Regions from separate parts of the Oryzias latipes genome. Here region 1 is linked to region 2. Evidence: chromatin contacts called from public Hi-C data. All regions are on one chromosome and are shown on one strand. The core of a region is the stretch at or near the end of the contact, and the rest is flanking DNA. Distances in the headings are between cores, read along the strand shown. Region 1 overlaps tnrc18 (trinucleotide repeat-containing gene 18 protein). Region 2 holds the start of tnrc18 (trinucleotide repeat-containing gene 18 protein).

What was found. Hi-C and Micro-C count contacts between places; a contact is called where the count stands out from the background.
Region 1: a Hi-C map of embryo shows a contact between it and region 2, with 1.6 times the contacts expected there. The contact joins the enhancer-like site here to the promoter of tnrc18 in region 2. A contact is called at or near these places in 3 of 5 Hi-C or Micro-C datasets (embryo, fibroblasts and gastrula embryo).

The regions. Positions count from the first base shown.
Region 1 is chr8:19,211,790-19,216,769 of ASM223467v1, forward strand. tnrc18 (trinucleotide repeat-containing gene 18 protein) reads left to right here. Exons shown (of 30, transcript XM_011478476.3): 30 at 1-1,783. Among protein-coding and RNA genes, the nearest start is that of slc29a4, 34 kb to the right of the region's middle. Within about 2 kb of position 3,527, at least 2 of the 8 cell types and tissues checked have an H3K27ac peak or open chromatin away from gene starts, as enhancers often do. A contact at or near this core is called in embryo, where this site is marked.
Region 2 is chr8:19,174,472-19,179,823 of ASM223467v1, forward strand. tnrc18 (trinucleotide repeat-containing gene 18 protein) reads left to right here and starts at 2,877. Exons shown (of 30, transcript XM_011478476.3): 1 at 2,877-3,004; 2 at 4,444-4,776. The coding sequence starts at 4,569.

The sequences.
Region 1 (4,980 bases), core at 2,277-4,776, 38 kb after region 2:
TTTGGAAAGGCTTTCTGGGAAACACAATCATTGATCATTTTGTCGTTTCATGCATGGTTGAACAACCCTAAAGGGTGGATTTTTTTTCCCCTTGTCTTTTGTGTGTAAACATTGCAGTGATCCACTCATCCTCCTGTTCTATTCTTTTTGTTTGCAGCTCTGAATGTCTCTTTTTTTTCAGTCGTTTGAATTCGGCTGCTTTATCTCTGCGTTTACGTGAGTGCACTTTGAAAGAAGCCCCTCCCCCCTCAGAGGAGGCTCCACCCCTGGGCGTCTCCCACCTTGTTGTTTTCTGAAACACACCTCCCTTCTGACACGCGGCCCTCTTATAGCTGCTGGTGAGGTTTTCCACGTGCCTGAACTCTTGTTTCGGGTGAGACAGTTGAATGTGGCGCTCAGGGTTGTGAGCGTTTTGGGGCGGCCTTGCCCCCCTCCCCCCATTGGGCCTTATCATGAGTAGTTGCCAAATCTTTGCCCCTGTTCTCCAATCATTTGCTCTTGGCCACGCCGGTCAGAGGCGTCGGCGTTTTGCAGCTTGTGGTACGTTTTCTGTATGTGACTGTTAACCTCCTCTTTGCTTTGCTCTGCAGAGGTTAAGATTGTCTTGTTGATATTCAATAGTTTTACTCTCGGATCTTTTGGTTTTTGTCAGATTTGATACGTCTGGTTTTTATCGCGCTGAGAAAAAGGCGATGTGGTTTTTAAGTCTGCTCATTTCCAACACAGCCCCATAAGGAAAGTTAAGGACGGCCTTTTAATCTGTTGGCTTTTAAGGTGATATGACCAGGTACAGAGGGATTCTACATCTATATATAAACTAAAGCCCTGTATTTTTCCTAAAATGCTGCTTTTACGCCGGTCTAGTGTCAGATATTTTCTCTCAGTTCGGTATCTGAGCTGCATGGACACCCAGGATGCACCAGTGTTTGCAGACTGAACAAGTTAAAGTGCCCGTTATGAATGTTTGTTTACCCCTGGAGCTGCTATAGCACTTTTCCATGTGTAGGTGTGTGTGTGTGTGTGTGCGCGCAGGTAAGACCGATAGATCGCAGCCTTATCTTCTGATGCCACACACACACACCTACACATGCTTGTAAACCTTAAAGGCACGCTTTGCTGCCTTCCACATCTCTGTTTGGCCCTTATCTCCGTTCCATAGCCGCTCTCCGGCCTTCAAACCGCCTTCCTTTCACTTTCAGTGTCATTCTTGTTTGTTTTGTTTTTTTTCCTAATTTTTTTGGAGAGCCTTCTATTGTCAATCATCGTGTTTCTGGCTTTTTCAAATGCTTTGTTATTTTATCCCCTCTTCATCCAATCATGGACATCCCTCTAGCAATACGGTTGATGGGCACCACTGGGAGCTAGCTGCTACAGAGAGGGAATGAGAACAGATAGAGGTGGACTGGAGGCTGGTTCTTCGTCTGCTGTTCCTTCAGTATCCTTATAGTCCTGTTACAGAGGGAAGAAAATTATTTTAAAAATAAATATAAAAAATCGTCTACGTTTTGTAAAGGAACCTTCTCTATGGAGGGAAAAACAGCTATCAGATTATACTTTGTACACATGTCTAATCTTGTAAAAAAAATGCTAAGATACATTTTAGAGAGAAATCTGAAACTAGATATATTCTGACACCCTATACTGTATGTGCAAGGAACGTTTCTGTTGGTGTTTTTGTTTTTTTACAGACCGCAACCAGGTTTATCAGTGTTTCTCTGAACTTGTTTTAGTAAGTCAATATTTTATAGTTAATCAATAAACAGATGAACTGTATCCACTGTCATCTCAGTCTCTTTTCATCATTTATTCACAGAAATGTTTGCAATGATCACCTAAAGAGGAAGTTGGTCTCAATGAAAGTCCAGAACTTTCCTGTCTTTATGTCCAAAGCTCTTTTTTTCCAAAATAAAAGGAGGAAATTCTATTTTAGTCTTTGTAAACTGAAAACAAAAGTGACCATAGAAAGAATGTAGAAAGCAAACCTCTACTGAGGCTGGACTTTACTGGTTTTTTCTGTGGTTTGACACACAAGATCACCAAATCCACAAAACAGAAACTTGGTAAACAAACTAAATCCATGTTTATAGATGTTCTAAAGCTGTAAAGGCCAACAGTGTTAGTTTATTTTACTGTCATCATCTGTGCTGCTTTAAAAACTGATGTTTGGGAAGAGATTAATAGCATCCATCCATAAACCCCTGAGCAGAGGAAATGTGTAAATGTAAGATTTTATTTGCTCCGACAAATTCTTAAGCAGTTAGAAACTTTAGTATCACTAATAAAGACGATGAAGTTTTGGCCTCTTAAAAGGTAGAACAAGTTAAATAACAATTGCAAAAACATTCAAGGAAGTTAGTTTGGGGAACTTTTTCAGTGGAGGATCAGGAACTGTATGGTCTGAAGGTTTTTCCTGATATTTTTAGGGACTTTTTCTTTATACTCGTCGGCTGAAACCCAACATTTCAGAAAAGAATACGAGGAACATCGCTCATTTTCACAATCGTTTTTTGGGATCTTTTTAAAGCACCATTTAAAATTTGGATTTTTTTGTGCATGTTTTAAGCTGTTGAAATAAATCAATAAATCAAATCAAAGTCAACCCAGCAGTACCACATTTTGCAGTTCCTCCAATGACCACTGGGGGCAGGTTGCAAAAATATTTTTTTTTTACTTTTATGTCAAAAAGTCAGAAACGGTCCAACACCAAAGATTTTCAATCATGGTTGAAATGAATAAAGTTTGGCCTCAATTACAAAAGGGGTTTGTTCAGTCATACCTTTGGTTTGTCTGAAGATTAATAACCCCTCTTGTTAAAGTAAAATATGTCCAACACAAGAGGCCCTCAGCTCTCATCTGCCTGCCTAGCTGTTGGACAGGACAAGTAAAAAAAAAAAAAAAAAAAAGTCAGAAACATGAATTTTCAAAATGGCTTATTTTACCAAATTGTGAAGTATTAGCTGTGTTTTTTTTTATGACCGGTGGGTGGATCGATTGGTTGACTTGACAAAACTCACTTTACAGTTACGTTGCTTTGTGCCTCGTTCAGATGTCCTCAAATGTTTTTTTCCCTCCTTTGATTCCTTTCTTGGAGCTCTCCTTTTCACCACTGCAGACCTTCTGCTTCATGTTCTCCATTCTGTCGCCTCGTTTTATAAAGTTTGTGCAGGCTGCTCCTTTAATCAATAGCAGACTCTATTAGGCCTCCATTTTGGCAGCTCTGTAATGAAGCAGCTGGCTGTGATAAAATGGAGGAGAGTTCCTCTGCTGAGCTGCTGAATGGACTGCAGGGGACACATTTTCCACAGCTGACCGTTCCTGACTCCGGCTTCAGAGCGTTTGGAATTCCTCTGTGGCTTTGTGTAATTAAACCTGTGCTGACTCGAGCGGCGTGTGTTTCAGCAGCCGGGAGTCAGACATCGCTCTGCTTCCTCCAAAGGACGGACATCAGCAGAACAGCAGAGCCTGAGGTTACACAGAGAGGGACCCACACACAGCCCCCCTCACACTTCCACCATCACACCACACTGCCTCCTGGGGGTGTGTCGGCACGCAGCGCTCTGATTGGACGGCATCACCATAAGGAGGCCTTCTATTGGCTGAGGCGTCACTATTTATTAAACAGGGAGGGCTGAAATGTGAGTGTGTGCAGACCTGTGCGCTGGTCTCCTGGGAGACAGGTATCTGAGTTATGGGGCGTTCAAATGCAAACCGAGCACTGCGGTTTGAAAAGTTTCTTAATCAGACTAGAGTCCTTTGGAGGCTTTTGCAGCAGCGTTTGCCCTTCAACTAAATCAGTTCTGTCAGGAAAACGACAGATATGTGAAGAAAACCTCTATGTGATGTAAAATTAAAATATTGTAAGTGTTTAGCTACGTTGGAGGACGAGCTAAACACGGCTTCTTGAATGCACGATGGCATTCACACTGGACAAGCAGGGAGGGGCTTCCTCTTCTTTACTATTGCATGTCCACCACATACAGTTGGAAGAGGCTTGGCACAAAATGTCAAAACGGTGCAAATCTGGTGAATCTTGCTCCAGGCTTTTTTTTTCACAGCTCTATTCTAATATATGACAGACTTGGTGTCATAGACTTCCGGCCAGGTAAAATCCGTCATTATTAATTTCTGCTCCACGATCAATTTATAAATGGTTGGCACTTCCGTGAACTAAAAGGGACGTCATCTAAACGTCACTACCAAATCCAAGTCTCTGATTGGTCAAAGTTCAACCTGGTTTAACTTGCAACTGACGTTCAATGGCCTGGCGTTTTGTACGTGGAGCCAGAAAACGGTCATAGAAACTTGTGTAGCTACACGTGAACGCGAGAGATTAGAATACGGAAGCCACGCATTGGCCCGTGTTTATATAGCCCTTTCATTGGAAGTGGCCTCTTCAAAGTGGTGTGAACGCAGCTTTAGAGACATAGGCATGTCTTGTTGCTTATTTTATTATATTAGTTTGTATTTTGACGGTTAACAGATCTTAGGATCCATGATTCCGTTTTTTTCTCATTTGAGGCAGAGTTAGAAAAAAATGTGTGTGGAGCCAGGTCAGTCCACCATGTAACCATTAGGTGGCTTGTTACACACAGCAAGGCAACTCCTATTAATTTTGATATGAAAGTGTCTACATACAAAAACGAAACTCCAGTTTATTGTGGTTTCCAAAGTTTTTGCTTTGATGATCAGATCTGGCATCCAGGTCAAGTGTACTTTAGGGAATTTACATGTACTTATTTAAATGTTATTTTTGACGTCATACAGCTGTCCTTTTGGACAGTTTCCACCATTTTTTGGTCATGCTTTGTTATTAAAGTCGAGGTGAGTACTTGTTGGAGCCTTATAGCTTATGGGTGTTACTGTCTATTCTAAATATGCATAGAATTAGCTGACCTCAGGCGTGCGTGCATCAGCCAGAAGACAAAATGGTTTCCATCACTATTGGAGGAAATTGAGAAAAGAATGTGAATTCCGTTTTAG
Region 2 (5,352 bases), core at 1,627-4,126:
TCCGCCTTATAGTTTCCTCCCCAACAGGCACCTCCACGGTCTGGTTTCGTCTCCGTTTGGTGGAAACCCAACATTTTATCCCGCGTTTGCTGCCAACATTCGTCCATTCCGACTTTTTTGTAACTTCCTGCCAGAACCGCTTTCTCTCCCTCTCGAGATTGTAGTCTCTTAAACAAGGGGCGCCTTGAAACCGGTATGACGATGGGCGGGAAGGGGGTAACTTGAAACGGCATCCGTGTTTTTTTTGTCCAATCCATTAACGTTTGTGCAGTAATGTCACGTGACACAGCTCACTTCAAAAGAAGAAAACTTTTTTCTTTTCACATTTTAAGAAAACGCCAATGCGGCTGCGCTGTAATGTCATGTGGGGGGCTTTGAGAGCCCCTCCTAGACAGCGAAACAACCCCCCACCACCACCACTCTTCTGAATTTGAACATTGGATGAATTAAAAGCTGTGGTGCTTTCTCTCCGATGCAAAGGCGCCTACTCAGGACATGGAGACCCCCACCGTTGCTCCACTCCCAGCCCGAGGCCCTCACACTTACATACCCCAAACCAGGCACCATTCCTCACCCAGAGATTGGATACATCAATCCAAATTTCCGCCAGCACAAGTCTCTTAGCGAACTGAATCAACCTGAATGTAAGGTGTGGCTTTATAATAAAGGATTTTAAAGAAGACAGCAGCTCATGAAGCTTATAAGAGCAAGCAAGGGGAAACTTTTATTTATTTAACAGATTTAATGCATAATTCATTTGACGCTTGTCCTACATTTTAGCAATACAGGACAACTAGTTTAAAGTCCCACTCCGATCATCTTTTGGGCTATTTTAAAAGCGTCCCCAGTAGTCTTTCAATTATGATAACGTCATTTTTTTTAGCCATAAAAATCAAAACCTGTGTCATGGCTATTATAGCAGCAGTAGTTCCTTAGAATTTCACCTCTGGGCTGTGAGCGGGACAGTTGGTGCAGTGCAACCCCACCTCCCTTACCATCACCTATTAGGCGAGAGTTCTCACTTTACACGCTCTCCTGCTAGCTTACAGCCCCTCACACCCCCTACCTTACACTAAAACGGAAAATTAGCAGACAAAAGACATATGGGTCCATTTGTCTGCAGGTGGATGAATCAGAATGGAGCAGAGCAGGGTGGTTATGGCCCTATTAAATAGCTTTTATTTCATCTGTTCCTGATTGACAACGATTGAATAAATGCAATTTTAAGCTTAATTTCCCTCTTATATGTCCCCCGTCATGAGAAAAATGCCACAAAAAACCTGTTATAAGCATCAAAAACTCGATTTTCATTGGAGTTGGTCTTTAAAAGTTCAATAGTTTGGAACACCGTTTGCTTCTCAGTGTGCATTCAGACCTGCAGGTTCTAAACAAGGACTCGAAATGCTGGTTTTTGAATAGTTTTGAAAGGTTTTGAATTTCCAACTAAAATAAGAAAGAAAAAATATCACAAAAAGCAAAATTGGCAGGTCTTTCTGGTCTTCCTGCTGTCACGTATTTATTCAAATATCACAAACTATTTTTCAAACATTTTTGTGATTAGAATTTGCTGTTCTGTGTTTTTTTTTTCTCTTTGATAGTGCTAATCCAAGATATGAAATCATTTATTCCTTTTGGGATTGTTTGTACTCTTGAGTGTCACTTACAGCATTTACACTGAAACAAACCATACCGGAGTGCACTTGTGAATTGGGACCTTCAAGTTTCCAAGTTTTGGTTGTTTGATTCTACAAAATTCTGGTATTTTAGTTTGTATACATCAAAGATCATGAAATTTGGTACAGATGACCCATCACTGTGTATCCTGAAATGTCCTTGTGAAACATTTGAAGTGAGTTTAAGGAGTGTAAGTCAGACTTGAAGACCAACTTTGAAATGTCTTGAAGGAAATCCAAGTCCAAGTTAGAATCTTGATTTAAACTTTAAAATGTTAGGACTTTACAAACAATAAAATAAAAACAAACTAGGAAAGATCACTATCTTGAATTGCATATGTGAAAAATTTGAAGTAAATTAGAAAATTGTATAATTGGAATTTTTAAAAATGTACTAAAACTTTTAGGACTAAAACTATGATCCTTATAAACTAAATGCAAAAACTTGTGTATGAGATTTAATTTGTGAGTGAAACACCAATAAACTGTATTAATATAAAGCTCTTTTCATGCAGGACTAATATAACAAATGAATGCTGTAATTTCTATGTTACCAACTAGGAGAAGCGACAGTTGTTCCACCCCTCTGTTTATAGTGTGGTATTTGAAGAGTGTAACCCTCCCTTTCCCTCATCCTTAACCAAATTAAGTCACCCTACCTCTTTATGTTGTTGTTTTTATAAAGTTTAACCACATCCCTTCCTCAGGGAGACCAACAAAGAATGTCATTTATTAGAACAAGTTAATAATTCACTGTTTCCTGGTGGAGTGGAGAACAGATCCACAATAAAGAATGGTGAAGTAAATTAAAGAGGTTTATGGTACATTTGAACTGAATTATAATGGGGGAAGTGCTGTGTTTAAATAGGTCTGATCCACCGATTCATCCACAAGCACACCCCTCCAAAACAAAATACCCCGCTCCGCACGTTTTTCATCAGTCTTGAAGCCTGAGGGGACCTTGAAACCGCCCTGCCTCCTTGCGCCATAATTGTTTTATGGTGCTGGCTGCTGGCCAGAGGCGCTTATTTATATACTGAGAATTTGATTGACAGTTAGAACAACCAATCACCTAGCGACTGCTTAGTGCTCGTTCAGGATTGGGTGGCTGTGTGGGACGTGGGCGGTGTTTGTACAACAATGCCGTGTTTCATTGCTGAGTGGGACGCGTCAGGGGCTTTCTCCCACCCCCCCTCTCATTTACCCCCCTCCTCCCCAGTTTACCTTCGAACTAGCCCGAAATGGACCATTCCAGTTTTCCCAGCAACCTGGACGCGTTTTGAGAAACATTGGCAGTTGTAAGTCGTCCCCCGACATTTCACCATGAAGAAGTAAGCGCCCAATCGCTGTTGTTTTTCCTCTTTCTCGTTTGCAGTTTGTTTACAAGCCAAAATAGTCAACATTATCGATGTTTAAAATCTTTTTAGGATGCTAAAAAGACGCTCAGGATATTTTGAGGATTTTTGGTCGACTTAGGGCAAAAATAATTTAAATTGATAGCTTTTCTAAGTGAAAGTTTGAAGCCTTTTGAGGAACCGTGAAAAGTTTGAAACGTGGCTGAAAAAAGCCGAGCTGCTTCGCCCGCTACCGCGGCGAGCAATCCCCTCTGTAGTCGCCTGTGATTTAACTTAGCCGTACTCACCGTACAGTTTTCGGTTAACTCTAAAACGCTCTTTAATGCACCTTTAAGAAAAGAACGAAGGGAAAAAAGTTACATTATGTTATCCGAGCGAGCTTTTCTCATATTCCCGCCCGCCTGGATATCACGAGTCGTCGGTGTAGAGTTTTCCTGTAGTCTTTGAAGGTTACAGTTGCTAGCTTGTTTTTTGTTTGTTTTGTTTTAATTAACGCTTGTCTTGTTTTTCTATTTAATTTTGACAGTTAAAATGTATACATTTATTATATATATATATATTAATCTTTTTTGGAGCGTGTGACGTCGCTTAAAGTAAGCTAACTTTTTAAAAACGTTTGTCGTCTTCGATACTGTAAATAAGTTGTTTTTTCGACTGTACTAGTAGACTTGTAGAAAAACGGCTTAAATTAAGAGTAAAGTTGCGTTAGCTAACATTGAATAAGTTTTCTGTTTTTGATGTGGCTTAGCTGAACATTTTGGTAATAAACGGGTGTTTATGTTTTTAAGTAAAACAGCTGGTCGTGTTTTACTTTATCCGGGCATAACCCACATCCAGCGGTGAAGTAACCCGCACTTGAAGGCAACAGAACACCGCCTGGTTAATGAAGCAGCCTTTTGAGACCTTATGTATTTTTAACCTGTTTGAAATTTATATTTGATGCGCCATTGGATTGTTTTACACTGGTGGAAACAGATGAGTAATGGTGAAGAGACGGATCCTCCTGTTAAAACAGTGGCCCTTCTTGCTTTTTTTTAATGGTCGTCCTTCTCCCGGCCGCGTCCCCCCGGGAAGCGGAGCTCCGCCGCGGCTTGCTTGCCCTGCTTGCCTCGCCTCGCCTTGCGGGTGGGGGTGGGAGAGCCCTGGATATCAGATCATAAAAATCTAAATACAAGTCAAAGCCGCATTAGGGTCAGTATTTAGAAAGCAACTTGCAGGGACTTGCTGCGCGCCAACTGATCCTCCGCGGAGAATTTTTTGAAGTGTTTTTTCCAAACTGCGTCATTGCGCGGACGAGCCGCATTTTTCGCTGAAAAGAGAGAGCATTTTACTAAAACTATCAGTTTGCAACTGTATGAAATCCACAGTGCAGCCTACTATTTATTCACCCCAGGTGTTTTTTCTTGCTTTTATAGGTCGGCAGAATGGCTGAAAAGGAGTCCGAATCCCCCGGGAAACTAAAGACATTATAGCCAGAATTGGCTTTTTTGGACATATCCGAACGGATTATTTCCTTTAACAACTTTCCCTGTAGTGGATAATGGATGGCAGAGATTTTGGTCCTCCCCGATCCGTCCATGTCCCCCCTCCGTTATTGGCAGGGCTCACCATGGAGCCTCACCGACTCGGAGCAGCAGCTGCAGCCGGGAGGGTCCCTCCCTCGCCCGGTCACTTGGGCGCGAACCATCCGCCGTCTCTCCACTCCGGAAAATTTTTACCAACGGCCATTAATATCCATCCACATCACAGTAAGTGCACGACGCTTCGACGAATAATGTTTGAGCAATGGCATAACTTGGAGAGTATGAAACCTTCATTTGCAGCAGCGCTGCGCAAAAAAAAGAAGGAAACGCGCAGGATTTTGAGGCTGTCCGTTTGCGGGCATTGCGCGGTTTTTATGTAGGATCACAACCTCGCATCAAATGCATGATAACAGGGCACTCCAGAGAGGGCTATTTCGGTGCAAATGTTGTGCTTCCAGAGCGCAGCTTTTGAGGTGTTGATGTTCGTGCTCGTTGCAGGTTGTGTTGCGCATGCATGGGTCTGTTATTTGGCAGAATGGGGAAACGGCGAAGCTGTGACCTTAAAGGGATGACTGTTTACACTGCAGGGAGAAATTGCTTGAGTGTTTGTGTTGAGGGAAGCAGGGTGGGGGAGCTCTGTATTTGGAGTAAAAGCCACTCTGCTGGAACATTTGTCAAATGGTTGACGCATTTGTACCCGTTCAGCTGGACACCCCTCATTGCTGCCTCTAACACATACAGGACTGTCTTTAAAAGGAGGGAGCGTAAAGTGCAAGCTGACATGATGTGTGGAGATAATCT